7 separate regions of the Mus musculus genome follow, and all the other regions are linked to region 1. The links are chromatin contacts, called in public HiChIP or PLAC-seq and capture Hi-C maps. All regions are on one chromosome and are shown on one strand. Each heading gives the region's core, a stretch centred on a gene start, on an enhancer-like site or on the middle of the called end of the contact. The rest is flanking DNA. Distances are from core to core; before and after follow the strand shown. Region 1 has its middle 36 kb from the start of Gm41259. Region 2 has its middle 93 kb from the start of Gm41257. Region 3 overlaps Gm41257 (a long non-coding RNA gene). Region 4 holds the start of Card6 (caspase recruitment domain family, member 6). Region 5 holds the start of 5430437J10Rik (RIKEN cDNA 5430437J10 gene). Region 6 has its middle 81 kb from the start of 5430437J10Rik. Region 7 has its middle 49 kb from the start of 5430437J10Rik.

Region 1 (3,823 bases), core at 391-2,890:
TTCAGTGATCAGAACAACATGGAACTGGCACAAAAAGAGATGTATAAAGCCATGGGACACAGTAAAGCATCCAGAGATAAATCCATAAATACAATCTACTAATTCTGAACAAGGATGCCAGGAATACAAAATAAGAAAATGGCAAGCTGTCAAACTAATGAAGCTCATATACAAAACAATGAAACTGAACCATTAGATTATATAATACACACAAGCTAACAAAAAATGGATGAAGATTTAATTATAGGGCTGGAAACCACAAACATTCTAGAAGAAAACACTGGCACAACTGTACAACTGGTCTTGGCATGATTTTACCAATATTATTTCCCAAAGCATAGGCAATGCAAAACAAAACAACTAAATAGGACTCCGTAAAGTATACATTTCTGAGTTAGTACAATTTGACTTTAAATATCAGTCATCCTACTACATGTAAAGGTATAGCTTATTTTTGCTTTGATTTCCAGATATTTTTTTAAAAAATGTGTGTGTGTGTGTGTGTGTGTGTGTGTGTGTGTGTGTGGTGTGTATAGGCTGAGTATGCCTTGAATTCAACTTGTAGACCTTATAAAGGAAACCAACATGATGCATGAAAATATGTTCAAGCCATTTGTCTAATAGGACATTAATATTTAAAGGGAAATATCTAAAATTGCAAACATTGAGGCAGTTTCAATTGAACAGGCAAGTGCACAGTGGATAACTTTGCAAATTTGGTATATGGATAAACAACAGTTAAATGAAAACTGGTGTGGCATTAAAGCTCTGTTTGCCCATGCTCTATCGTTTTACTTGCCAAAACAAAGCTTTGCTGATTTTGCCGTTCAAAATATGCCTTATCAGCTTCAAAATTACCTTTCATATAGGATTCAGTGGTCCTACACTGGTGACCACGAGATAAGTCAGAGCCCCACAAAGAAATTGTTTAGAGATGCACCAGAGATGTTGTTAACTGGGAGCCATTTAGGAACTGAAAGGAAACCAGGAGTTAAATAATACTTAAACAATATTTAGTTTTACTAGATGCTCTAACATTATTTTGTCCACGTAAAGAGACTATTTCTGTCTTTATGGTGTGATGTTATATGGTCTCTATGTTACTTGGTTTGCCTCTTCGCCTTTCCCTTCCACTCCAGCCCGAAATGACTTGTTGTTCAGCAGCCGATAGAAAGTTGTTTGAGTCAGCTAAAAGATCATCGTGAGCACTTGAGAGTTTTGAGGCCTGAGAAGACAGCCAGCTTGCATGACTAGGTTGGGTGACTTCTTCCTGTTTGCTGACGAATGTTTGCATGTTTGGCAGAATGCGGTTTAAGGGTTGCTTCCATTGTAACAAGCCTTCTGTTGGTAGGAGGCACATAGTGTTCTCTCTCAGCTGGAAGCCTTCCACACAAACCAAAACAAAACTGAAAACAAAACAACGAAAATCCTTCCTAGTTTCTAAAAGGCAAATTTGCCTTACTCTGGTCTGCCTCTGTAAGATTTTATCATTGACTTGCCATTGGAACGTTTTGTTCTCTGGATGTTCTTCTCATAATAATTCACTAAACATCAAAGAGGAACTCCACTGACCCCTTAATAATGAGATGCTTCCCTCTGGCTTCAGACCATGTCTATGAAAAAGTAACTCATTCACGGAGATCTGTCCAGCATGAGCATTTTGTTTGGATTTTAGCTATCTTTTCTCCTGAGTTATGAGGGTGTTTTAGACACACTATGAATCTGATTGAAACACTATTTTTGCAGTGAAATTCAGTAAGTGTGTTTTACCCAGGATCAGTTAGTGTGGTCACTAAACAGGATCCTACCTGAGTGTGTTGTCAGGACACAATACTATAGCTCTCTGGCCACTCTTCCGAGTTCTCTCCTCTGCCCTGTGTGCAGCAGAGGGCAGTAGTGAACTGTGCATTTTATGTGGTTTCTTTCTCCAGAAACACAAACCAAGTCAGTATAATAACAGTAATCTTGAACATGCCCATTATTGAATAATATTTTTTCTTTTGAACAAATCATCATTTACTTAGGTCACACACCCATATATAGCTTTTAATTTCTGATCTGAGACTTAACACTATAATTCATGCAATTTAGGATTTGAATATAGTATTGTTTTGCAAATAGACATTCACAAGTCAAATGTGGACAAGAAAAAATATAATTGTCTTAAGGAAATCTTGAGCATGTGCAATACAGACACACACCCACACATCTCTCTCTCTCTCTCTCTCTCTCTCTCTCTCCATATATATATGTATGTGATGGCATATATAAAATATAAAGCTTATACTCTTCCTCAAGGAAACATGTTCTCCCTTATCATCCTTCCAAGTAAATGAAATGTTTCTTATCAAATATAGTAACATGAATAGAAGATTTCTCCCCATAGGCTTATATATTTAACACTTTGTCCCCATTGCTGGTGCTTTTGGGGGACGCCATGGAAGTTTCAGGACAAGAAACTCACTGCAGGAAGAGCTTTACTGGGGAGGTCTTTGAGAGTAACTAGCCTTCCTTGTTCCATTTCCACATTGCTGTCCAGCTTTCGCTTTTCTGTTGCCCTCTAGGCCTCATGCTTTTGTTGAGCACTGTGGCGCCTTTCTCTCCCATTACTGATTTTCCTTCTCAGTGCTAGGTCAAAATAAACTCTTTCTTTTATAAGTTGCTTTGGTCATTGTGCTTTTATCATGGCAACAAAATCATGACATTGATAAAACTTAAAGATTATAAAATTATATGCTAGGAATGCCTTCCCCACATCTCAGTATCTATTTTTTACTTTCTTTGAGTTTGTTAGTTTCATCTTTTTGCTTTTTTTTTTGTCTGTGTGTATGGGAGGATAGCATACACTGGCTTTCTGAGTGCTGATGATGGCAGAGACACATTACTATACCTTGGTAATTTCAACGTTCTAGCATTTCTTTTAACTCGATACAAGATATGTTTTAACAGGAATGTTTAGTCAATTTACATTGATTCCACAGTAAATTACCTATTCAACATTAAATGCTTTCCTCAGATTGGAGTTCTTCAGTATTTTCCATCTCATTGAAAAGCACAGGCAGTCTCTAGATGGTCCATCTGGGGATCCATCCCATAATCAGCCTCCAAACGCTGACACCATGGCATACACTAGCAAGATTTTGCTGAAAGGACCCTGATATAGCTGTCTCTTGTGAGGCTATGCTGGGGCCTAGCAAACACAGAAGTGGATGCTCACAGTCAGCTATTGGATGGAACACAGGGCCCCCAATGGAGGAGGTAGAGAAAGTACCCAAGGAGCTGAAGGGATCTGCAACCCTATAGGTGGAACAACAATATGAACTAACCAGTACCCCTGAGCTCTTGTCTCTAGCTGCATGTGTATCAGAAGATGGCCTAGTCAGCCATCATTGGGAAGAGAGGCCCATTGGTCTTGCAAACTTTATATGCCTCAGTACAGGGGAACGCCAGGGCCAAGAAATGGGAGTGGGTGGGTGGGGGAGCGGGTGAGAGAGCGTGTGGGGGACTTTTGGGATAGCATTGGAAATGTAAATGAGGAAAATACCTAGTTAAAAAAAAAAAGATATCCTGGACTGCGTGTAACGAATTGTAAAATCTGCCCAATGATCCTGAGAAAGTCATGAAAATTTATAAAGTCGCATTTATAAAGCTAAGATAAAAGCTCTTGCCTCAAAGGGTTTTGTGATCATCGATATTAGTTTCTGGGTATTAAAAAATATCTTATAAACTCTGAAAAAAAAAAAAAGAAAGAAAAGCACCGGCACCAACGCAAACGCGAGTACCTGTCGCAATTCTGTCTCATGCATACCTAGCAAACCTGTCC
Region 2 (3,959 bases), core at 746-3,245, 730 kb after region 1:
ATGTCTGGGTGTTTACATTTCTTTCTGCTTACAATTCCTAACAAAATCTCTTTCCTCAAGGCCACCTCTAATCTCATTCCTCCATGAAAACCTTTCATTGACATCTCATTGCCTAATGCACAATATCCCAGCCCAGAGGCAGCAGAGCACAAGATCGTGCTGTGAGCTGCAACAGCACTTTGCTCTTGTGTGAAACTGACCGACTCCACACTTGGAAGTTCATGTGTGTAATCACAACACACAGAAAAAAAGAAAGTGCACATTTTACTCATAATGCATTCCTAGAATCTATGTGATTCATGTTCCCAAGGAAGCCACATTAAATTATTTGTGTCACTGCAAGCTGCAAACATTAAACAAGCTAAATTACAGCTAGTAGGTACAATTTTGAGCAAATAAAGCTGTAAATATGTACCTTAGAATTTCTGTATATAACAAAATTGTTTTTCATGCCAAAAAGGAAATATTATCAAATACTGTCATTATGGTTATAAGGAACTGTTGTCTGTTTGCATTTAATATGATTCTAGAATATTTTACTTAAATTTAATATTCATACTACAAACTCTAAAGAGTTTTTTAATGCTGATCATAATTAATACCTCCTAGGAGCTTCAAGAGAAGCTACTGACTCAGGGTTAGAATTAGATCTGACTCTGTGTAAAGCAAATATGCATGTGGCTTGGCCAAACTACAATCCCATAGAATTTGACACCTCAAACTTGATACAGATTAGTCGTCCACTGAACATTGAAATCACCACTGCTAAACAGAAAATTAAAAAGTATGAAATATCGAAGGAAAAGAAGGAAAAACTCAACCAACAAAGTTACATCATATGGGCAAGTCCCAGCCCAGAAATAGAGAACAAAAACCAGGAACACAAAACGCCAAGACCGTGCATTACCCCTAATGGAGAGAGGGGCTGGGCCTACAACAGGAGCATGAGTAATTTATACAGTATTGCTGATATTATACTTCTTGACCTAACCACTGGTTGCATAAGCTTATTTAGTATCTAGTAATGTATATAGTTTTCAAAACATTCACTGGGCATTAGACTACATTGCCATGAAAACAATTTCATGCAGGCAAGAGTATATGAGCATTTGAGCACATTCCCCTCCATGCTTCCTAACCTCTCATTCCCCACCCTCGCTCCCTCCTGCCCCCAAGCATCCCTTTTGTTCTCCTAGAGAGTCTTGTTTCTACTTTCCCATAATACATAGGTACATGATTTTATACCTCTACATAAAACCTGGGAACCACAAATAGAAGGAAAAAACGTATTTTTCTTTCTGAGATGATCTTAATCAGTTAATATGATTATCTACTGTGGGATAGGTCTGCAATTCTTTTTTTTCTTTTTTTTTTCTTTTGTTTGTTTGTTTGTTTGTTTGTTGTTTTGAGACAGGGTTTCTCTGTATAGCCCTGGCTGTCTTGCAACTCACTCTGTAGACCAGGCTGGCCTCTAACTCAGAAATCCTCCTGCCTCTGCCTCCCAAGTGCTGGGATTAAAGGCGTGCGCCACCACTGCCCGGTGGGTATGCTCTTCTAACAGTGTATTTTGATTTAAGATGTTTTTAAAAGATCCATGAAATCAAAGAAACCTTCCACTGCGACGTGGAAAATGCAACCTCTGAAAGGTCCTGTGTATCTCCATCAAGTCCCCAATTGAAACATGACTAATGAAAAAGCACAGATAAGCCAAGAGTCAACCACTTGAGCTGGACAACCTTTGTTCTTATTTTTTGTAATGTACTTCATTGCTGGATACATTCAGACAGGGGCTGTTAGAACACTAGGGATGAAAGGAAGTTACCATCTCAGACCACACACTGCACCAAGTAGTTGCCATGAGAGAACGTATTTGGGAAAAGAGCTCTGATCATACCTAAGTGACAGCTTGTCTCCTAGAAATTCGCTGTGGCCTCATCACTGTGAAAGTATGTTCCCCATGCTCACCATCACTTCCCCAAAACTGTTTTTTCTTTATCTGCTCTAAAGTTCGGGAACAAGCATTTTACCAACGCTTCTGGCACTGGAACCCTGTACTTCCCAGTGCGGAAGCACCAGCTCATTGCAGTGGTAACAGCTGGATGCTTGGAACATGTTCGCAAGGGACTATGCTGATCCTTCAAGTCTGGACTCTCTGCAGTTCCCAAAGAGCATATTTCTGAGATCATGTTATCTAGTTCAAGAGTCAAGCATACAGTCACTGTGGCCAGGAAGTTCAACAGGAACAAGATAAAAAAAAATGATAAATAGCCATGAAAATGTGTTTGTTGAGTGAAATAGCCAAGAAAATGTGTTTGTTGAGTGGGGTCTTGTTCCTTTGACCAAAATATAAAAAGCCCCTTTTATATAATCAGTCCTGGCAAGAATTCAACTTCCTTCTTCATGGAAATAAATGAGTACAAGAACTCACTACTGACTAAAATTTTTAATTACTTCTAGAACATTCTGCTATACAGTTCGTAGGTCCTTGCACACATTTTCCAGAAAATCATGTCTTGACATATTAAACAAACCTGTGAAACTAAGCCTATGGTTAAAGCATGATTTACCCTTACAAACATATTCCTCTTAACTTCACAGGCACAGAAAGCACTAAGATTTGAAGAATAGTTAAGTCATTTGTGCGAAAACCTTAGCTCTACCATCAAGTTAAAAGGACTTAACAAGGATCATGAAACTAATGCAAGCTTAAGCTGAGGCTGGAATCCAGGATTGTTAATTTCTAAAATACCTCAGTCACACCACATCAGGATGCCTTTAACTCATGAGCAATTACATGAAGTAATGACAGTCCAGCTTAGTGGGTTGTGCGTTGTTGCCCAATCAGAGCCAAGGGCTAGAAGCCACAGAGTAAAGTGAATTCTCTATGAACTGGATACTCTTCACAGAGAGGTATGACCTGTCAGACGTGTCTGATGTATATGCACCCACTTGAATTCCTACTACACTTGTTACACCTTAAGAAGCTAATATAAGGAAAAAATGAAATATACATGTCATGTGAATACACATATGTCCTCCCATTCTAGCATGCCACTTGGATTCTATGATGAAATTCAAGACATGAAGCCAGAGAGGTGGGTCATTGTAGTGGTTAAGCATGCTACTGCTCTTCTAGAAGACCCAAGAGCTAGGGTCAATTCTCCAACACCCCCATAGCATCTCACAACTGTAACTAGTTCCAGCAGATCTGATGCCCTCTTTCTGGCCCTCATGGATAACAGTCATACACAAAATGCACGCACACACACACACACACACAGACACACACAGACAAGCATTCACATATGTAAAATAAAACAAAGTTTTTTAAGGTCAAGACATAATTATGCAAGTGAAAGCTTCTAATTTCACTGGAAGGAAATGGAGTAATCAAGCCCACAGATAACGTCTTCTAAAATGACTGAAAGAATCAGCAAAAACAGAAACGGAACTTTCCTTCACTGTTTTAAAGCACAGCGTGTTTGTATCTCTTCTTGCTGTGTTTACTTGTCATGCTAGCCAGTAGGATACATACGTAAAAATTCGTTTTTCCAACCATGAGGTTTTCAGCAGTTAATGAGGCAGACAACAATGGCCAAGCTGTGGAATGAGTGTCACGGTGGAGAAAGTGGGGGGAGGGGGATGTGAAGGGTGGAAATCAGAAGATGTAGGACAGCTGATGGGAGAAGAGAATAAAGGAAAAGAGGTAATACAAAAAAAAAATCTCTTCCCAAAAACAAGTAGTAAAATAAGAGGAATTTTAGTATTTTCTTCGATGGAGTTTCTCACATTCTGACCTCCTCCGTGCTTCTTACTAGACAGAAAGACTTTCCAGAAAACTAAAATGTCTCGGGCCATATCCTGAGGTCTATGTTACACCTGATCCCAGTGGTAACAGTATTGTGTGGTCAATTTTTTTCTTTTATTATTATTAATCATTCCATTTGTTTACATCTCAA
Region 3 (4,205 bases), core at 162-2,661, 790 kb after region 1:
AACAAAATCATGTCCCTATGTAATATTAATCTCTGATGGCATAGCAGTGATCTAGTTGTTAAAATGAAAATACTTTATCTCTCTTTTGGTCTGAGAGGGATCCACAAAAGTCCATTGGAATATGGGAAGGGGAGAGAGACAGACAAACAGACAGAAAGAAAAAGACAGAGAGACAGAGACAAAGATGAACAGAGACGTAGAGAAAGGCAGAGATACAGAAACAGTCAAAGAGTCCTCCAAAAGGCCTACAGCGCCTATCTGTCAAAAGAAACTCTATTTTTTTAATGTAGAATGTAAATGTAGTGTAGAAGAGCAAAAGCATCAGAAAGGATGCAAAGTCGACAAGAGAGGATGATGGTGGTGAACATGATCAAAAAACATTATACATGAATGAAAATATTATACTGAAAGTTGTTATTTATATTTTACACTTGCTAATAAAGCACTTAAAATAAACTATTTTTAAAATCTGTAGATGACATGTGAGTTTACCATGTCCTGTCATTTAAATGTGCTCTAGTTCTCTTTAGGTTTGTTTCAAACTAGAACAGCTTTTGTCATGCATGTTGACATACGGGCTCCAGCATCTCTATCACAGAATCCTTATCAGCGAGTTTTGGTCAGACTCTGAGGATACAGTGAGAGCTAGACACTCCAGTCAGCCACTCTTGGCAGTGATATCAAGTCAAGTGACTTGTTTTCCACAGTTCATATTGGGGCAGTCAGTCTCGCTGTGAAGAGGTTCACAAGGTAGTGTAACAATATGCTTAAGTGCATAGAGAAAAATCTTAAATCATGTACACAGTAGACTGTGGCTATAATTATTTGGGTTTTTCTTCTGTCCCCTTTGTACCCAAATAACTGCTGAGCATTTCTAGCTCCCAAATAATAGACACAGAGACCTGGTATTTTTATTTACAAGACGCAAGCCTAAGCTCGGTAGGTTATTATAAGGCTATTTCCCAGTCACATGGTCCCTTATCTTTATTCTGAGTCTGGTCTTGGCTCACTCTGGTCCACATGTCCTTGCGTCTACTCTTTCATCTCGATCTCACAGCAAATCCTCTCCATCCCTCCTCCCCTCGTGGTCCTTTCTCTCCTCTCTTCTCTTTCTGGTCTGCCTGGGATACAGTGATACATGTGATACAGTCTTCCTTCCAAAGGAAGCACATGCTATGTCATGTTGTGGCTTTATAATACAGTTCCCTTAAAAAACATCCAAAGATTAGGGTTTATTTTTTATTTGGTTCAGTTAGACTAGTAAAAAGCTAAGCTTAAATGCCAAAGAATTTTAGCTGATTAAAAGAGTGAATTTTGCAGTTAGAAATTCAGACTTAAAAATTCAATAACATGTTGGTATCCCACAGGTGGCAAAACCAAAATAGTTTAGAGGAAGGGGTCAGATTTGCAGAAGTAAGTCCATTAGCCATGACCATTCATGCCAGTTGTGGTCAGAAGCGATGTGAGGCTCACTCTGAATGGTGAACAACGGCAAAACCAAAGCATCCAGTTTCTTCCATAACAGACTTAGGCACTAACTTGAAAAGCAAAATATAGAGAAGACATGGTTATACAGGGTTTTTTTTTTCAATCACACTTGTCCAGTCATCCCAAATGATAAAATAATAGAGAAATAAAGTGTGCACCAAGCAGGAAGAAGAGGGACCTGTGTGCATCGTGAAAGGTGGAACAGAAGCTGCACTCAGAGGCTAAGAGGCTGACAGGCAGGAATGGTGTGCTAACAGATGTGAAACAGAATAAAGTAAGGACAAGCTGAGTTAGGGATCATTTTACCCCAATGAGTCCCAACCCCATGGTCCCTGGGAGCTTTTTAATTACACATAAACCCTAAAGATCTGACTCAACTAATGCCCTAGGGCCCAGGGATCAGTATTTTGAAGAGAATTTTCCCAAATAGTTTTGGTGTTCTGCCCGTTTGATTCCTGATTAACAAACCACAGGACTGAACAACAGGAGAAGATGTGCTCAAAATGAGACGATGATTATTTTAGACTTAGTTAAGTGGCAGTTCACATGTCATCATTTGGATAATCAGACTGAATGTAGAAGTAAAGATCATTTATTTTTCATGTCTGAGTAATAGTAAATTATCTCATGAATGAATGAAATATAAAAATAAAATATATAATATAAATATAAAATGAAAAACATAAAATGTTAAAGCCACTTGAGCACTTCAGCCAATAGATAAGATGATGACAAACCAAAGGTTACTGTGTCATTATAATAGAAAGGCAAGTGTCAGCAAGCGCCCTCCAGCCAAGAGTTTCACACAGTGAGTGTGTCCCCTCATACCCACACCAGCCTCACAAGACATAATTGTCCTAAACAGGGAGCTGAGGCCCAAGATCGATAGCAAGTCTTGGAATCTGGGTTTGTGAATATTTAATGTTGTGGGTTGTACTGGTAGATTCTTAACTATGCATGAATAAACACAGTAGCAACCAACAGGGGCTCAAATTTCTGAACAAAATTTCAGCTTTGGATGCACTCTACTGGCATGTGATCAGAAATGGCATGTGATCTAATTAAGATATTTACCTAACTACAAGATTAGAGATCTTAACAGTAATCAGACAGGTGGACCAACATCTGATGTTTCTGCTAAATAATTTGACTCTTCTCATGTAAGATTTCCTTAGAAATGAAGTAGCAAAGAAAATACTCTGCACTGTACTTGATTTTGAAGTAGGAAATATGATTAACTACCTTCTAAAATAGGGGGGATTTCTTACTCTTTATTATTTCTCTGAGGCTTTAATTTTATGGAGTTTGTCCAAAAAGAAATATCTTTACTTGATACTATGCATCATGCAGAAGAGCAGAGACTGTCAGCTAATATAACATCAAAGGAGGGTGCAGACGGCCTCTCACCTTTGGATATTCGATATTATGATCAATCTGAAAAGGATGTTCTAGATAGCATCCTCCTAAACATCACAAAAGAACCAGACACCAAACAGTAAATCTTAGAAGTAAAACAAGATAAATAACAATGTGTTCTCAGCTGTGTGGAATCTAGGTTTTAAAAGAATAGAGCATGAAAGCAAAATGGGGCAACTGGAAAGAAAACAAGAAGCAGCAAGAGAAGGAGAAAAGGCGGCTGGCAAGATGGCTCAGGGAGGAAAGGCTGCTGAGCTGGCGTAAGTGTCCAGGACACACATGGTGGCAGGAAAGAACCAGCTTCCAAAAGTTGTTCTCTGACCTCCTAACAGGCACCATGTGGCTCTCTCTCTCCTGTGTGTGCTCATACACACACAGATAAAACAATGTCATTTTTTAGTTTTGAATTTGAAAAGGGGAAAGGAACAATATATAACTGGGGAGCAGAAATGATCAAAGTACATGATACAAATGTGGGGAAATGTCATGAAATCTATTACTTTATAAAATATATGTGTATTAATAAAAACCAAACAAATGTATAGTGAATTTTACATTATATCCTCTACCCGGGTGCTAGTAGAAACCTTCAATTTAAAAAAGTATTTAGCTGCCCAATGAGGAAATAGGGAGCCATTCTATCATCGTTCAGAAAGACCAACATCAATAAACAAGATAAGCACATTAACTGCTTTGGGAGACCAGAAACTGGATCTTCTGATTGTGTTTGAGTATAATCAAAGCCAATTCACCTAACAGTCTGCCATATATTGCCAACTGGAAACACAGCTGGATTGTCCTACTTCATCATCTCAAACACATCTACGTTGTCCTTTCAAGCACAAAAGCCTTACACCTTAAGACACACTTCCCGTTTTACCCCCCATTTTGCATTAATGACATTATTTCTTCAAGCCTTAAAGTGCACTGTTAGAATATTTCTGTGCAAATTCTACAACTACGCTCCCTGAATTGCTTATTTATTTAGTAGTTGAGGTGTGCTTGTGATTTTAAAATACCAAGGTCTTAATAGCCTCCTGCCTTGGATCTATGTGTGAGGGCACAGCAAACACCATTGTTTGCTCTGGGCATCCAAAAGCTTTGCATCTGGTTAGGATATGGATTGATGATGTTCAGGAAAGTTCCCATATCAAGTCTCTAGACTATTCTGAAACAAACAAACAAAAGGGTGTAGCGGAAATCATCCATAAGCAGAAATGCCCAAGTGAGGAGGCTTCACCTCACTTAGAAGGGGGAAAGCAATAATCACAGGAGGTGGAAGGAGGGAGGGTCTAGATGGG
Region 4 (4,351 bases), core at 532-3,031, 970 kb after region 1:
AGAGATCTGCTTCTGCCTCCCCAGAGGTTAAAGGCGTACACCACCACACGTAGCTTACATACTGCTTTGCTTTTGTTGTTTGTTTGTTTGTCTAATTTTGAGATGACGCTATATATATATATATATATATATCATACTATATAGCCCTGGATGGTCTGGAGTTCTCTATGTAGACCAGGCTGGCCTTGAACCACCTGCCTTTGCCTCCCAGAGCTGGGCTTAAAGGTGTGTATTATCTTGCCCAGTTTTTTTTTTTTTTTAAATGGGATCGGTAACTTGCTATTCTCCAAAATAATATAATGTGCTTATCATCACTATTAGGTTCTACTTTATCCTTTAAAACAGCCTAGCAGGAAGCTGGAGAGATGGCTAGGAACACTGGCTACTCTCCCAGGGAACTAGGGTTCACTTCCGATCACCCGCATGATGTGTCACAAATTAGTAAAATCTTTTTACCAGTTTAATAGTTCCTTGGTATTTTCCTGCTATCATTTATTTCACAGACCTCTGATTTATGGAAATTTAGGATATTTTTGCTTTTCTGCTATTATCCAGTTGGAATAGATATTTCCTATGTATATTTTTGGCATGCATTTAATAATATTTTCTGTAAAGATTCTTATATGTGTTTTTTTTTTTTTTTGCTTGTGTGTATAGATGTGTACCATGTGTGTGCCTGGTACCCATGGAGGTCAGAAAGGAAGTTGGAGCTCTTGGAACTATATTTATTTTATATATATACACACATATATATATATATGTATATGTGTATATATATATGTATATGTGTATATATGTGTGTGTGTGTATATATATATAGTGTGTTTTGAGGCAGGGTTTCTCTGTGTAGCCCTGGCTGTCCTGGTACTCACTCTGTAGACCAGGCTGGCCTTGAACTCAGAAATCTGCTTGCCTCTGCCTCCTGAGTGCTGGGATTAAAGGCGTGTGCCACCACCGCCTGGCTGGAACTGGATTTATGGATGGTTATGAAGCACCACCTTGAGAGTGCTGGCAAATGAACCCAGGTCTTCTGTAAGAGCAAAAAGTGTTCTTACTGCTAAGCCATTTCTCCAGCTCCTACATTTCTAGAGGTGGGATTGCTAGAGGGAAGGGTTATACATTTACAATTTTGATCTATTTTTTACCTGCATTTTGAAGATTACTCTCCACAAATCAGTCGATTTGCATTTATAACATCACAGTTTAGGGCCCAGAGCAGGGATACCTAGCCCAATTCAATGTTCAAACGAAACATCCTGGAGGAGGTCCCGGGTTCACTTCATCTCGTTTTGTTTTATTGAGAGAGGGTCTAACTATGTGGTCCTGGGTGGCCTAGAACACACTGTGTAGACTAGCCAGCCACTAAACTGCAACGATTATTATTTTCCTGCCTCTGCCTTCTGAATGCTGGCATCAGAGGTGTGGGCCACCCTTTGTGGCATGTTCCCCACTGCCCAGTATTAGTGAAATTTAGTCTAGCCATCAAAAAGAGCAGAGAGTAAGGTTCCGGGTACAGATCAGTAGCAGAACCACATGAGACCTTGGATTCCAACCTCAGCAAGTGTACACACACACACACACACACACACACACAGAGAGAGAGAGAGAGAGAGAGAGAGAGAGAGAGAGAGAGAGAGAGAGACAGACAGACACAGAGAGAGACAGAGACAGAGAGACAGAGACAGAGACAGAGACAGAGAGACAGAGAGACAGAGAAAACACAGATAAAAGATCAGCAACAGGAAACCACAGAACCACAGACCGAGAGTGCTCCGGGCTGACTTCCTGTGTTTGTACTCTCTGTTGTCCTCTTTGCCCTCTCCAACAACAGGTATTTTTGACGCGTTTTATCTTTGCTAAGTAGGATTTCTGCCTTTCTTTGTTAACATAGATTTCTTTACCTGCCAGAATGACTTGATCCATTTCCTGGTTTGTAGGAAGCAATGGCTACAGAGGGTGCTTCCTCAGAACTCATAGAAAAAAAACGTACGAAGTTGCTCAGTGTCCTCCAACAAGATCCGGACTCTATCTTGGACACGTTAACCTCTCGGAGCCTGATTTCTGAGAAGGAGTATGAGACTCTGGAGGAAATCACAGATCCCCTGAAGAAAAGTCGGAAGCTGTTAATTTTGATACAGAAAAAAGGAGAGGACAGCTGTCGGCGTTTCCTCCGGTGTTTGTCTAATGCCTTTCCAGAGTCAGCGTCCACAGTGGGCTTCAAGCACGGTAAGTGGAGCTTTTAAAGTTTGAAGCAAAGGGGGAGGAAGCAGGTTTTCTAGAAGAGAAAGAGAATTGTTTCTGGTTGTTTGGATCTGACTTCCTGAGACGAGTTTTACTGAAATGTGAAACAGAATGTGTGTCGTTTCCAAGGCAGGGAGCAGTGGATCTCTCTGATCCAGGAGCTTGGCAATGGCTGATCACACTGTTCCAGCGTTTTCAGCTACCGTCTGGTGCCTGTTGCTTTGGCGGGGATTTGAAAAGAGCCCATTGTTGATAATGGCACCATCTAGGGTTTTCCTGTTTGTGTGAGTAAATTTGGAGATGTTTACATCCCCAGAGACCTTTGGATAGCCACGCTGAAGGTACAGGGAAAACCATTTTAAATGAACCAGTTGGAAGATCAGTAGCTCCTTGTCTGTGATAGGAACAGTAGTTTCTAGAAGTGTAGCTTCTCCATTTGATAAGTGATAAAGGTCTTGAAATTGATGCTTTATAAAATATGGTTATTTTTCTTTCTTAAAAAATCTGTTTATTCTAAAAATTTGTCCAGTCCCAAACTTTATCCAGCTAAACAGTTAGAATGACCATGAACCATGGATCTTCTCTCAGGGTTTTAGTCTTCGACTTTTTGACTTTTAGTTACATTTTTATTTACTTATCCCCATAAAAAGAGGAGGAAGGAATGATGATGGAGTTCAAACTGGGAGTGGAGGAAAAGTAGGTTTTTCTTCTATAATAAATATTGACTATACTTTTTTCTATCCTAATCCCTCTCAGAAAAAAATTGTATGAATTTTTTTAAAAATAAAAAATAGCTTTATATCTTCTTTCATGACGTATGCCCTTTTACCTGCATTCTGTCCTTTGTAACATAATAATATCTTTTGCTTGGTCTCCTTTTCAAATGTCATATGTAGAACCTACATTTCTATATATGCATACTAAATATGTATGACAAGAAAGTAGGAGAGCGAGCCGGGCAGTGGTGGTGCACGCCTTTAACCCCAGCACTCAGAAGGCAGAGACAGGTGGATTTCTGAGTTCCAGGCCAGTCTGATCTACAGAGTGAGTTCCAGGACAGCCAGGACTACACAGAGAAACCCTGTCTCGAAAAAAAAACCAAAAAAAAAAAAAAAAAAAAAAAAAAGAAAAAAAGAAAAAAAAAGAAAAGAAAAGAAAGAAAGTAGGAGAGAGCATCTCTTTTGGGAATAGACGGACTAGCTGGTGGAGAGTGGGAAGAGTGTGTTTGTAAGAGAGAGAGAGACAGACAGGCAGACAGAGACAGAAAGAATGCCACAATGAATACAATTCATTGTGGTTCAATTGATTAGTAAGAACTAGTAAAAATTTATAACATCTTAAAAAACATGACATGTTGGGCTGGAAAGATGGCTCAGTGGATAAGAGACTGACTGTTCTTCTAGAGGTCCTGAGTTGAATTCCCAGCAATCACATGGTGGCTCACAACCATCTGTAATGGGATCTGATGCTCTATTCTGGTGTGTCTGAGGACGGTAACAGTGTACTCACATAAAATACATAAATAAATCTTTAAAAAATGACATGTTACAAAAGATAACTCATGACATGGGGCAGGGACCTATTCTACTGTATTGTTTGGCAATTCAGGAAATGATCACTAGAGGGAGTTGTAGCTCTTTTTTTTTTTTTTTAAAGTAATCTAAAAGATGGCTCAAGATGATTTTAAGGGATGATAGAAAGGTAGGGGCTTAGGTTAAAACAGTGTGTGCTCAAGATCCTTAGTGTCGGACAGGTCTTGTTCTAGTTTCCTTTCTAGTCTCTGTATTCCGACAAACACAAAGTGTTTGTGGGTTTATTTTTAGTTTATAATTATAGGTTACATTCATCACTGTTGGAGCAGTCAGTGGCAGAGGCTTGAGACCGCTCCTTACATCATTTCTACAGTCAAGAGCAGAGACAAAATGCATACATACTTGCTTGCTTGTGCTTAGCGTGGCTTCTGTACCTCAGACAGCTCAGATCCCCTGCCTAGGGATTATGACCACCCACAGTGGCTAGCGTGGGTCTTCCCACAACAGTTAACTTATAGCAATGCCATGCCCAATGGCCAACTCAATGCAGAAAACTCCTCACCTGAGACTCTCTTCTC
Region 5 (3,925 bases), core at 396-2,895, 580 kb after region 1:
CATATATCTAAAAGATGCTCCACCATACCACAAGGACACATGCTCCATTATGTTCATAACAGCCTTATTCATAATAGCCAGAAGCTGGAAACAATCCAGATGTCCCTTAATGGAAAAATGGATACAGAGAGTGTGGTTCATTTACACAATGGAATACTAATCAGCTATTAAAAACAAGACCATCAAGAATTTTTCAGGCAAGTGGATGGAACTAGAAAATATCATCCTGACTGAGGTAACCCAGACCCAAAAATATATGCATGGTATGTACTCACTACTAAGTGGATATTAGCCATAAAAAACAGGATACTCATGATACACCCACAGACCCAAAGAAGTTAAACAAGAAGACCCAAGTGAGGATGCTTGTATCCCACTTAGAAGGGAAACATAATAGTAAAGGGAGGCAAGGGGAGGGAGGAAAGTGGATGGGAGAGAGGAGCATGAGGGAAACAGGAGGACAGGATCAGGTGTGGCCAGAGACAAGAGTAAGGCCCAGAAGACCAGGATAATAAATGGAAATCTGCAGCTGCCAGAGATGGGGGGAGTGGATTTCTAGGCTGTCCCTGAGAACTGAGATAGGGGAGGCTCCCAGGAGTCAATGAGGGTAACCTAGTGGAGATGCCTATCAGTGGGGACATGGACCTGAAGACACTACCTCCTGTAGTCAGGAAGGACCCCAGTGGAGGGCTAAGGACACCAACCCACCCACAAAACTTTCAACCCAAAATGTGTCCTGTCTAAGAGAAATGCAGGGCCAAATGGAGCAGAGAATGAAGGAATGACCAACCAATAGCTGGTCCAACTTGAGACCCATCCCTTAGGCAAGCACCAATTCCTGACACTATTAATGATTCTCTGTTAAGCTTACAGACAGAAGCCTAGCATGACTGTCCTCTGAGAAGCTCCACCCAGCAGCTGACCAAAAAGATGCAGATAACCACTTCCAGGACCCTTATGGGATTGAAGGCCCTGAAGGGGATAGGAACCCTACTGAAAGACTAACTGTGTCAAAAATCCTGGACCCCTGGGAGCTCTCAGAGGCTGAGCCACCAAGCAAACACCATACCTGGGCTGGACCAAGGACCCCGGCACATATGTAGCAGAGGGCTGCTGCATACCTTGTCCTGTGTCAGTGGGAGAGGACAGGAGGAACTCCATGAAGGGAAGACCAGTAGGAGGGGCAGCAGCATTTGGGGTGTAAATAAATAAATAAATTTTTAAAAATTAACTGTAACTTACCCATTAAATCCCAGATGAAGTAGCTTGAAAAATAAAAACAAAATACCATGCTTTGCATTCTGTGTTGACTCTTCCTTCTTCTAGTGGCTGCCGCCTTAAGTAGGTTATCATGAATCTACCCCACAGTAGACAAGTTCCTGGAGCACCACTGCTCAGCCTCTATAGTGAATTCTTTCTTGTCTAAATATAGGGTTATATGACAGAGATTACACTAGAGAGAGAACAAAATCTTCAAACTTATGTATTAGACTCCCTGATTGGGTAGCCTACCATCTTTATCTGCATGAATCACTGCTCTAGGTTGGTCCTTCCCCATAGCTTTCATAAGTATCTGCAGCTCTAATTCCTCATACAAATTACCTTACCTCCCCTGATCCTCTGATCCAGTCCCTGATCCAGCTTCTAACACCTCCGTCCTAGAGATGTAAAAGCCATCTTCATCCCACCCTTTTCTAGCTACAATAGGAGGTGCTGTGGATTGGCAGCTCATGGCTTCCTATCCCAACTGGCTAGTCTCTCAATGAGAGGCCTTTTACATCCTGAGTTCTCTCTTCCCTTTTCTTTTTTTTTTTTTTTTCTGAGGGTGGAGAGTGGTCACATAGCTAGGCTCAATTCCTCAATTCTCACAAACCACTACCAATGTGGCTACAAGTACCTACATTCCTCAGTATTAAAAAAATAAATGCTAAAGAAACACTAAATTCCTTCACCTGCGGGATACAAAGAGCAGCTGTGAGCAGAGATGCTGGTGCTCACCAGATTGCAATCACTGCCACAGGAAAGTTGTGCATGCAGTATCATGGGACCAAAGCTCAGTGCCATGAACTACAACCCTCGAAAGCTTAAATATGCCTACCTCACAGGTGTAACCATGTTCACAGATGTAACCGGCTTCATCATGTAGAAGCACACTGCTCAAATACCTCTTGGGACAGAAAAGAATTTATGCAAGTTCTCACTCCCACCCAACTGGGGCCTCAGCCTTGTGAAAAAGCACCATGAACCTGGTCTTGGCATTTTTCTAAATACGTTTCCATTTTGAAATGATTTTTTAAAAAGCAGGAAGTAGCACTTTCACTTCTGCAGTGGGATTCCCTCCATGTCTCCCTAAAGACATAACATCACTGTGTTCCCTTTAAACGTCTCAGATTGGGCCAGTTTCTTACACAGATAACACATCGCTCCTGGCTAGGATCCACGAAATTTCATGTCGCCCACCTCACTTTTATTACTTAATAATTATCTTGGCAGACACCGATTCAACAGTCCTTGGAATGCTGGTGGGAAAGATCCATCACACTTAGTATTTCTCAAGAGGAAATTTGTCTAGTGGTTAAACTCAAGAATGACTCATAGAGATGCCAATTCAAACCCAGGCTGTGATTCACTCTGTGACCCTTGCCCTACGCTCTCCACCCTGGGTTTCTCAATATGTTGAGCTGCACATCTCCATTTGCTACCATAAATAATGAGCTATACTTAGAGATTATTTGCAAACTGACTAACATTGGGAGACCTAATATGTCCAAGGTAATGTGTCACCAACGTGAAAGCATAAGTCGATATTCATAAGAAGTCATTTTCTCAAGGTTAATCATGGACTGAAGAAAGAATGTGATCAAAGCCTTTGAGGACCAAGTCCTTCCAGTCATCTTTGCTCCTGACTTTCAGAGATGCATACACTGAAGCCCAGCCAGCTAAGCTTCCTACACAAAGCTTTGCTGTGCCCAAGTCTACACTACATGCTAGAAATGGAATACAGGCTACTCACAGGAACCACAGGTATAGTTTTCAATTTTCTAGTAAGGACAGGTTTTTTTTTTTTCATAGATTAAGATTAATTTCAGTAATACATTTTAACTTAACATGTTCAAAATACTCATCATTTCAGTATCTAATCAATGTTAGACTATTAATGAGCACCTTTTTTCTGCTGTTTTTTCCCCATATGCAGTCATCAGAACATGGTGAGCATCTTACACTTTGAGTATGTCACAGTCTATACTAGCCACAAACCAAGTGCTCCCATAGTCCCAATAGACTATTAGCCACCTTAGTTGGCATCCTAGGTCTGCCCAGCTGCTAGGATTTCAGTCTCTTGGTACTAGTCAACATAAACTAGTGTGCAAAACTGAAGACCACAGAACGTTTGGAGCCTATTACAGCCCTATCACTGTTCTTAAACTCTCTCTGATCCTTTTCTGAAGACCACATTCTTCCCTGTAATGTCTTTAGCCTTTCTGTTATATTCTGGGCCTTGGCTCTGATTAAATCTTTGAAATTTTCTTTTTCTGTTTACATAGGTTCTCTAAGTATGTCTGGGGAAATTATCAGTAGGGATTTTCTTATTCCATGGAAATTGTCTTTAATTCCTAAAATTTTCCTTTTTATTTCCTGCTTTGTCTGAAAGCATTCCAACAGATAGCAGCTTCAGAATGGATGCCAGCTCATTCCACCATCAGCTGGTGACCCTATGGGAAGAACAGAGAGTTGTCAATTCCACCCAGAAGCCAAGGTGATGTTGTGAAACCAAGGCTCAAAATGTGAAGAAAGGGGCAAAAAGAATGCGTCACAGACAAAAAAATCATTTCAGAAGGTAACATGTGTGCATGTGTGCATGTATGAATGCGTGCATGTATAGGTGCATAAGTGCTTGTGTGCATGCATATGTTCATGCATGTGT
Region 6 (4,296 bases), core at 1,748-4,247, 670 kb after region 1:
TAAACCACTGTTAACCACTACTTTATTATCCACTTCTGAAACAAATGCTTTAGCTGCCACATGTAAGGATATTCAGAATTTTTTTCAAATATTCCTTTTATACCTTTTCTTCTTCTCTTCAACCTCCAAAATAGGATCCATACTTGCTTTAAATTGAAAGATTTGCCTCTTGTTTTTACAAATAAAATAGAAGTATTTAGGAGGTAATTCCTATATCTTCCACATACTAAACTTACCTCTACATATACCTGTGACCATATCCTCTACTTTCCCTCTTGTGCCTTGAATAAACTGACATACTCCTATTAAGTACTAGCCCTTTTCTTAATATTGGGGTTTTATTCTATTCTATACATTGAAAGACTTTGATCATGCGGGCATCTCCTTTTTTTTATTACAACATCATATTTGATAATCATGAAGCTATGCTACAATCCCTCCCACTTTGAAAATACCCTTCTTGACCCCACCCTTTTCCAGCATTTAGCACTATTCTCACTAGTAGCACAATCCCTATAGATAAAAATGTAGACGAATCATCTAGGTCTTCTAATTTCTTTTTTTTTTTTTAAATGGTTTTAGAGCTTTATTGTAGAAAGACAAGGAGAAAGAGAGAAGGTAAAAAGAGAGAGAGATGGGCCATGGCAATGTGAAGAGAGTGGGGAAGGGAGAGAAAGAGAAAGAGGGATAGAGAAGAGAGTAAGAAAGGTGAGGGCTTCCATCTATGTCTTCTTAACCTCTCATGGAGGATGGTCATGCAACATGGCTGCGTGCCCATGCCACTCCAACACTCAACAGCAGTAAGCATAAACAATCATGTCCTTCTGGGAACATCATCTTGTCTTAGCTCCCAGCACACCCTGCTCCATTGTCTGTCTCTGCTTCATAGGTTGCCTTTTTCCTTCCAATTTGTAGGATGCCTCTTCCATTCTGAAGTGCCACCAAGTGACAGAGTTACCATAGCCTTCTTACCTAAAATAACACCCACTTTCCAGAGCTCTCATCTTTTCCCACAGCTTAATGATCTCTTGCTCACCAGCCCTGACCTAGCACTTAAACACAAGATCTTTTGTTCTATCGACCATGGACCATGTGTTAGTATCATCATGTCTCCTCCCTCTCAGGTAATTGTGCCTAGCAATAAGTACTCCACTACAAACCCATTTATCAAGTCGACCATCTTAGGGTTGTCTTTGCTATGTTCACTTTTTCTGGATTCCCCACATTCAGTCTGTTGGCAAGGCTATTTTGTAGAATGATCTCAATTTACAAGCATGGAGTGGATGGGTTCATGTAAAAACAAATAAGTGTATACAACTGCATTGGTCTGTGAAGGGAATGATGAGAAATTATTCCATAGAGGTCAAAGACAGAAGCACAGTGTTCATGCTTAACATGTCTTTGGAATCTCTCATGAGGAAATGAAACCGGTGATAAAGTCAGATGCTAAGATTTATAGCAAGAACCCTCACTTCTCAGATTTGATCACTTCCCCTTAAATTACTGGCACAGTCTGCTTAGCATTGCTATTTTGAGATATCTGATTTCTCTTCTGTTAATCGCTTTAAATAAGTTCTAGTTGGCGTGTTGCACTTTTAAATCATTGCTCTCTGAAAATAACAAACACCTAAACTTCGGTAATATATTAGTTATCAGCCACTGACTTTGTAGCCTACTACTGGTGTGTAAATCTAAAGGCAAGGAAAAAGCTAACTTCGAATCTGAAAGAGAACAAGTGCTTTGCTCTGTTGAAGCTGAGAAAGAATGAACCACAGCAAACTGTTCCTGACAACAGTCTCCAAGAAAAGAATAAATAAGAAATAAGTTGGGGTGTTTTTCAACTTATTGTTTTGAGCCAATGTTTTATATTTGTTTTTCAAGCCCAAACTCAATTTCAAACGTAAACAAGTAATGTTTTTAGGAATAGGAAACATTAATTCACTTTCTTTCTGGTACACAAAGAACATTAGCCCCTATAAAAATGCCTTGGATCATTGCTTTTTCAATAAAACACTAAAAACTTGAGCCAGGCTTGACTCACATTCTCATTAGCATCCTGGGTTTATTGACCACTGTCCACATTCTTTTTAAGCTCTTTTGAATCCAGAGAGAACTTACCAGATGTTAAATGTTCAAATCAGTCACTCTAATAAAATTTCACCTAAGGAAGGCCCAACCCCACAGTTAAACCTGATAAGGCCACCCCAGAGATTCCCCAGTGATCATGAGAGCAATGAAGAGGGCAGAAAGCATAGCCTCTCCCCCCATCCCCACCCCAAAAAATCTCCTTTCAAAAACCCTCTCATCTAAACCCATCATTTCTGGTTCTTTCTCCTTTTGCAATATAATAAAGTTAATACAAGTTTGAAGAAAAACTATGCTGAGAGAAGCAAGTAGCTTATAAAGGATCAGAAGCTGTCAACGCACATTGAAAACTGCAGAGAAGACAGGTCGCTGTGTCCATTAAAGTCATGACTTAGGTTGTCACAAGGTCCAGAAGGAGGAAATTTCCGATGATTAATAGACTCTTGGGAAAACTACTAAGAAATGAGTCCACTGAACAGGGAACAGAATGGTTAAGAACTTGAGTTTGATTATGAACTAACCAGTACCCCGGAGCTCTTGACTCTAGCTGCATATGTATCAAAAGATGGCCTAGTCGGCCATCACTGGAAAGAGAGGCCCATTGGACACACAAACTTTATATGCCCCAGTACAGGGGAACGCCAGGGCCAAAAAGGGGGAGTGGGTGGATAGGGGAGTGGGGGTGGGTGGGTATGGGGGACTTTTGGTATAGCATTGGAAATGTAAATGAGCTAAATACCTAATAAAAAATGGAAAGAAAAATAAAAAAAAAAAAAAAGAACTTGAGTTTGAGGAATGAAATATTTTAGTAGTAGCAGTAGTATTTGTAGTAGTAGCAGCAGTGGTAGTTGTAGTAGTTGTAGTAGTCGTAGTCATAGTCGTAGTCATAGTAAACAAGGAAGTCTGTACCACAACTTCCTGTGAAAGTCATAGAGACTGACACTTAAACTTTCTGTCCTCAATCCCCAAACAAGTCACTGACGTTAGAGAAACCGGTTAATAACTGCACCTGTTGGTCCTGTGGAAATTACATAAAGACCGGTCATGCTAATAAGTAACAGTGGCATTCACTGAATGTCAGCCATTTCTAAAGTACACTCAGAGGAACTATGTTAGCCCTAAACAGTTACAGGAAGGAAAACTGAATGACAGCAATATAATCCAAGGAGCAGACACATCAGCCTCACATGAGAGAGAGCTTGTTAGAACTACAAGCTCTCAAGCCCCACCTCCTTTTACTGATGTGTAATCTGCTTTCGATACTAATGATTCCTATAAATATTAAAGATTCTGAAGCACCTGAGACCACATGGTTGGGAGTAATACATGGATATGTTCAAACTTCCAGACTTCACTCTCTGACTATTGTCTTCTCTTGCCTCTTCTCATGAAAGAGTGTATCTTATGTGCCTAGTACATAATAAGTACCATCATATTTTTTTCATTATTTTTATTAGATATTTTCTTCATTTGCATTTCAAATGCTATCCCCAAAGCCCCCTATACCTTCCCCTCACTCTCCAACCAACCCACTCCTGTTTTCTGGCCCTGGCATTCCCCTGAAGTACCATCATATTTTAAGGATGCTTTGTAAATAGCTCTATATTAAAAATGAACTTTTAATAAACTGACCTTACTCTCACCAAATACAGCACAGATAGGAATATCAACATTAAAATGGAACAGAAGGACCTAAGAAATCAAATGTCATTTCTGTAGAACTTGATAGTGAGAGAAACGTTGAGTAATGTGTCTAAGGTGAACCAGGAAATTGAGGGTGTAGTAAGGGATGGGGCTTAAGCATTGTAGGTAGGGCTGTCTATTATCATGCAATTGCTGGGTTCTTATACAGAATTTTTAAAAAAGATTTTTGAATAAGTATGCAATTAGCAGATGCCCATAGTTTCATTTTTCTGTTTAAAGTGCTCTGTCAACCATGGAGGCTACTTCTAAATGTTGATGAATACAAAATATCCTTAAAATATGCTTCTTCATAGACCAATTGCTTACTGCCCAATAGATGTATTTCATGGGTGTTTACTGGCATTTGACCAGAACATTAATGTAAAATTGGTGTTGTATACAATAAACTTTGAAGGATAGTGTAACACTCCCCCCAGCACACCAAGAAATTTTCTATGCAATGTTAATCCTTACCATTCTACCCATCTTCATAGATAACCTTTTAAAGAATGACAGTGCTTTGATCTT
Region 7 (3,771 bases), core at 1,073-3,572, 630 kb after region 1:
TGAAGAAAATACCTAATAAATAAAAAAAGACTGGTTACAAATATGTAATAAATTTATATACATATATACATATTCGTAAATATATAAATACAACCTGCTCAGTACAAACAATGTTACTTTTCTGTGTATGTTTTCAGAGATGACCATCGATACAGTGCTCCCTGAGGAGTCATAGACTAACATAACCCTAACACCAAGCACAAGAAGCTCTCGTTTTTGTCAGGGTTTTCCAAGAAAATCCCAAAATATTATAGGCTACTGGACTGCCTTTTGTTGCCCCAGAGGTGGGAGGTAAGTCACTATTGCTGAAGACTCCATTCACTTACATGCTATTTTTTTAATTGCTTCCCCAAAACAACCATAGGCTAACACCAACAAAATCCAGGAGCCAGAATGAGAAATTTTCTTTGGAATGTTTAAGAGTTATTCAAGTGACTCCTAAAACAACACAGACTACTATCAATGTAGTCCTCGTTTACTGCTAACACCACACACTTTGAACCCAGAACTCAGATGAGTCAAGTGGATGACTCTAGCTTCTATGATATACAAGTTGTCAGTGGAGGGAGGCAACTCAAGAGTCCTACCCAGCTGCAAAACCTATGAAGCACAACAATGATCAGCATGATAAGATATCCAAAGAATGAAATGAGAATCCCTTGTGTGTTGGTGATAACCAACAGCTGTCTAATTAGACTTAAGTCTCATGCAACAGGAAGGAATTCATGCCTTGTATGGGAAATCTAGCTAGCTTCTCAAGTTTTGTGAGGGCATAGACCTTAGAAAAGAATTTACCACCATGACTTGGCTAAACCAGAGTAATTACTCACTACAACTCAAATCTCATCCTTCAATGCTGTGGGTACAGATAAGTGTAGGTAGCTCCCACACCTCATCAAACAGAGCCTCTATTTACAGCAAATGGAGTCTATCACAAAAAACCCACAGCTGAACACAATACAGCGACAGATCATGAGGAGCCCAGCCTCAATGGATACACTTATATCACAGCTCTTATATCTATGGCTTGGCTCAGGGCATATCCTGGAAGAAAGGGTAAAAAGATTGTCTGATCCAGAACACCAGGAAGTTGGCTGTGAAACAGTCTCTCCTAGAAATGGCTGAATAAACAAGACTGGAACAATTTCATTATCAATAGATCTGGTGACATGAAAGTGGGTAAAATGTCATGGGACCCACCCACAGGCAACTAATAACAGCCAGAGGAGAATTAGCCTCTCCTGGATATAAGTCCCCTTGTTGGTTACTCAATGAATACGGGTCCATATATACACAAACAACCAAAAAAGACCCAGAAAGTTGATTATATATTTGTGGATACTTATGCACGTGCACACACACACACACACACACACACACACACACACACATATGTATATATGAAACAGTAATAATCAAAGAAATAGAGGCTAGCAATGTAAGCATGGGAAGGTCATAGGAGGGATTGGAGGAAAAAATATCTGGGAAGGGGCTGGAGGGAGGAAAGGGGTAGTGGGAAAGGGATGTAATTCTCTTTTAACTAAAAATATATTAATAAAATAGGAGTAAATGAACTTTCATCATTAATGTAGATTGAAGTAATTTATTTTCCTGTCACCTAAATGAGGCTCTCACCCAACATCTTCTCATTCTCATACAGAAGGCCCACACACACACACACACACACACACACACACACACACACACACACGGCTGAAGATTAGTACATTCTTTTGAGAACTACAGGACAAGTTCAAAATGGATATTGTAGCTCCTCAGCTGATCATGTGAAAAATCCCTGTAACAGGGCCTGTCATGCATGACATCATCTGGGTCATAGGTTCTGGTGGGAAAGGTCACTTTAAAGGTCCCTTCTCTTTTAGCTCATTCTAATAATGAAAGCCACCAATGACAGCTAAATGTCATCAACTTTCCAAGGTTCAGACCTGCACCCAGGAACAGGGAATCCAGACCTCCTGACTTGTAGGTTATGATACAGCATCGCCAGGCTGTGACATGTTTGCAGCTCTCACTTCTGCCCTGACACCTCTGCAATGCTACAGGGGGTTTCCTACATCTCCCCTCCTCGTGCTTTTCTGAACTCACCCAGATTTTATTTACATATGCTTCACTAATCCTCAGTGGCCCCAGGCAGTAATTATATTAAACCCCCAAAAACGAATAAAATAGTTAATATAAAACTATAACATTGCTGTCAAAAGGAAGACGATAATTGTGACATGGGCTCCAGGGAAATGGAGAAGTGGTCAAGTCACTTTGCTATTTTTACCTGCCTCTAATTATAGAAGGAACTGTATGTGTTTAATCAAATGTGCAATCACACAGACAGTGACTCAGAGCTCTGAGAAGAGTCAAACCACGTTGACAGCAACTATGCTCAAAAGATCCTAATCTTTCACTTCTGCTATTACTTTATTCATCTTCCGGGTGTTAATAAATCAACATTGGCCTGGAGGTTCTCGTCTGTAAGGTGAAGGACTTGGACAACAGGATCTCTAGTTTCCTTTCCAGGGAAAAGTCTATGCTTTTGAGGGATTACAGAAAAGGAAACAAGGATACAGTGTAAAGTTGAAGAGTTACACAGAAGAAAACAGGAACCAGGAAGTAAAAATTTATAGTCTCCAGACATCCAGGCACCTTCCCCGACAGAGGAGGGCTCTGCTGCAGAGCACCTGGGGGGAGCCATCTTGGGTCCCAGATCCCTCAAAGACTAGTCTGCCCAGGCGAGAGTGCGGACTACAGAAGCTACACAGCTTCTACAACAGGCAGAAGCAACACAGCTTCTGGAACAGAGCCCATTTCGGGCTCCAGACATCCCGGCACCTTCCCTGACAGAGGAGAGGTATCTGCCCTGCCCAGGAGGGCTCTACAACAGAGCACCTGGGAGAGCAATATTGGGTACCAGATCCCTCAGAGACTAGTCTGCTCAGGTGAGAGAACACACTACAGAAGGTATACAGATTCTGGGACAGGCCCTGTTTCAGGACTTCATCTTAAGCCAGGAGGGAGGTCCAAACACAAGATATCTGTGCACCTTCCCTGAAAAAGGAGAACTTGCCTACAGAGAGTACTCTGACCACTGAAACTCAGGAGAGAGCTACACTACCAGATCTGCTCACAGAGGCTAACAGAATCACAGGAGGAGCAAGCTCCAATCAGAGACAACTATAACAACTAACTCCAGAAATTACCAGAGGGCGAAAGGCAAACATAAGAATCTTACTAACAGAAACCAAGACCACTCACCATCATCAGAACCCAGCACTCCCACCTCAGCCAGTCCTAGATACCCAACACACCCAAAATGCAAGACTCGGTTTTAAAATCATATCTCTTGATGCTGGTAGAGGACATCAAGAAGGACTTTAATAACTCACTTAAAGAAATACAGGAGAACACTGCTAAAGAGGTAGAATCCCTTAAAGAAATACAGGAAAACACAACCAAACAGGTGATGGAATAGGACAAAACCATACAAGACCTAAAAGGGAAACTAAACACAATAAAGAAAACCAAAAGTGAGACAGTGGTGGAGATAGAAACCCTAGGAAAGATATCTGGAACCATACATGTGAGAATCAGCAACAGAATACAAGAGATGGAAGAGAGAATCTCACATGCAGAAGATTCCATAGAGAACACCGGCACAACAGTCAAAGAAAATGCAAAATGCTAAAAGATCCTAACTCAAAACATCCAGGAAATTCTGAACACAATGAGAAGAGCAAACCTATGGATAATAGGAGTAAA

What was found. HiChIP or PLAC-seq counts read pairs in DNA pulled down with a chosen protein or histone mark. Capture Hi-C pulls out chosen DNA fragments and counts their contacts.
Region 2: a contact with region 1 is called in an H3K4me3 HiChIP or PLAC-seq map of bone marrow-derived macrophages, with 5 times the contacts expected there. The contact joins two enhancer-like sites. A contact is called at or near these places in 3 of 484 Hi-C or Micro-C datasets (peritoneal macrophages, uterus and ventricular fibroblasts) and 2 of 115 datasets of contacts at active chromatin or transcription factors (bone marrow-derived macrophages and heart atrium).
Region 3: an SMC1A HiChIP or PLAC-seq map of large pre-B cells shows a contact between it and region 1, with 8 times the contacts expected there. The contact joins two enhancer-like sites. A contact is called at or near these places in 1 of 15 datasets of contacts at CTCF or cohesin (large pre-B cells), 1 of 484 Hi-C or Micro-C datasets (embryonic fibroblasts) and 1 of 115 datasets of contacts at active chromatin or transcription factors (embryonic stem cells).
Region 4: an H3K4me3 HiChIP or PLAC-seq map of bone marrow-derived macrophages shows a contact between it and region 1, with 5 times the contacts expected there. The contact joins the promoter of Card6 here to the enhancer-like site in region 1. A contact is called at or near these places in 23 of 39 promoter capture datasets (the 3T3-L1 cell line, 3T3-L1-derived adipocytes, the HPC-7 cell line and 16 more), 1 of 15 datasets of contacts at CTCF or cohesin (large pre-B cells), 4 of 484 Hi-C or Micro-C datasets (the G1E-ER4 cell line, bone marrow-derived macrophages and muscle stem cells), 13 of 115 datasets of contacts at active chromatin or transcription factors (the 230-238 cell line, astrocytes, bone marrow-derived macrophages and 9 more) and 1 of 9 other capture datasets (liver).
Region 5: an H3K4me3 HiChIP or PLAC-seq map of bone marrow-derived macrophages shows a contact between it and region 1, with 6 times the contacts expected there. The contact joins the promoter of 5430437J10Rik here to the enhancer-like site in region 1. A contact is called at or near these places in 1 of 15 datasets of contacts at CTCF or cohesin (the NIH/3T3 cell line), 3 of 484 Hi-C or Micro-C datasets (embryonic fibroblasts, group 2 innate lymphoid cells and macrophages) and 1 of 115 datasets of contacts at active chromatin or transcription factors (bone marrow-derived macrophages).
Region 6: a capture Hi-C map of bone marrow-derived macrophages shows a contact between it and region 1, with 10 times the contacts expected there. The contact joins two enhancer-like sites. A contact is called at or near these places in 1 of 15 datasets of contacts at CTCF or cohesin (large pre-B cells), 5 of 484 Hi-C or Micro-C datasets (embryonic stem cells and uterus) and 1 of 9 other capture datasets (bone marrow-derived macrophages).
Region 7: an H3K4me3 HiChIP or PLAC-seq map of bone marrow-derived macrophages shows a contact between it and region 1, with 15 times the contacts expected there. The contact joins two enhancer-like sites. A contact is called at or near these places in 1 of 15 datasets of contacts at CTCF or cohesin (large pre-B cells), 2 of 115 datasets of contacts at active chromatin or transcription factors (bone marrow-derived dendritic cells and bone marrow-derived macrophages) and 1 of 9 other capture datasets (macrophages).

Annotation. Positions count from the first base shown.
Region 1 is chr15:6,078,973-6,082,795 of GRCm38.p6, reverse strand. No RefSeq gene overlaps it. Among named protein-coding and RNA genes, the nearest start is that of Gm41259, 36 kb to the right of the region's middle. Within about 2 kb of position 1,640, at least 37 of the 459 cell types and tissues checked have an H3K27ac peak or open chromatin away from gene starts, as enhancers often do. A contact at or near this core is called in bone marrow-derived macrophages, epiblast stem cells, group 2 innate lymphoid cells and 2 more, where this site is marked.
Region 2 is chr15:5,346,032-5,349,990 of GRCm38.p6, reverse strand. It overlaps the pseudogene Gm46496. Among named protein-coding and RNA genes, the nearest start is that of Gm41257, 93 kb to the right of the region's middle. Within about 2 kb of position 1,995, at least 28 of the 459 cell types and tissues checked have an H3K27ac peak or open chromatin away from gene starts, as enhancers often do. A contact at or near this core is called in bone marrow-derived macrophages and peritoneal macrophages, where this site is marked.
Region 3 is chr15:5,289,912-5,294,116 of GRCm38.p6, reverse strand. The region is part of intron 1 of Gm41257 (a long non-coding RNA gene); the gene reads right to left. Among named protein-coding and RNA genes, the nearest start is that of Gm41257, 37 kb to the right of the region's middle. Within about 2 kb of position 1,411, at least 9 of the 459 cell types and tissues checked have an H3K27ac peak or open chromatin away from gene starts, as enhancers often do.
Region 4 is chr15:5,105,963-5,110,313 of GRCm38.p6, reverse strand. It overlaps Card6 (caspase recruitment domain family, member 6), which reads left to right and starts at 1,781. Exons shown (of 4, transcript NM_001163138.1): 1 at 1,781-1,831; 2 at 1,938-2,226. The coding sequence starts at 1,944.
Region 5 is chr15:5,494,038-5,497,962 of GRCm38.p6, reverse strand. It overlaps 5430437J10Rik (RIKEN cDNA 5430437J10 gene), which reads right to left and starts at 1,645. Exons shown (of 5, transcript NR_045274.2): 1 at 1,608-1,645.
Region 6 is chr15:5,413,367-5,417,662 of GRCm38.p6, reverse strand. It overlaps the pseudogene Gm46496. Among named protein-coding and RNA genes, the nearest start is that of 5430437J10Rik, 81 kb to the left of the region's middle. Within about 2 kb of position 2,997, at least 78 of the 459 cell types and tissues checked have an H3K27ac peak or open chromatin away from gene starts, as enhancers often do. A contact at or near this core is called in bone marrow-derived macrophages, where this site is marked.
Region 7 is chr15:5,445,167-5,448,937 of GRCm38.p6, reverse strand. It overlaps the pseudogene Gm46496. Among named protein-coding and RNA genes, the nearest start is that of 5430437J10Rik, 49 kb to the left of the region's middle. Within about 2 kb of position 2,322, at least 126 of the 459 cell types and tissues checked have an H3K27ac peak or open chromatin away from gene starts, as enhancers often do. A contact at or near this core is called in bone marrow-derived macrophages, where this site is marked.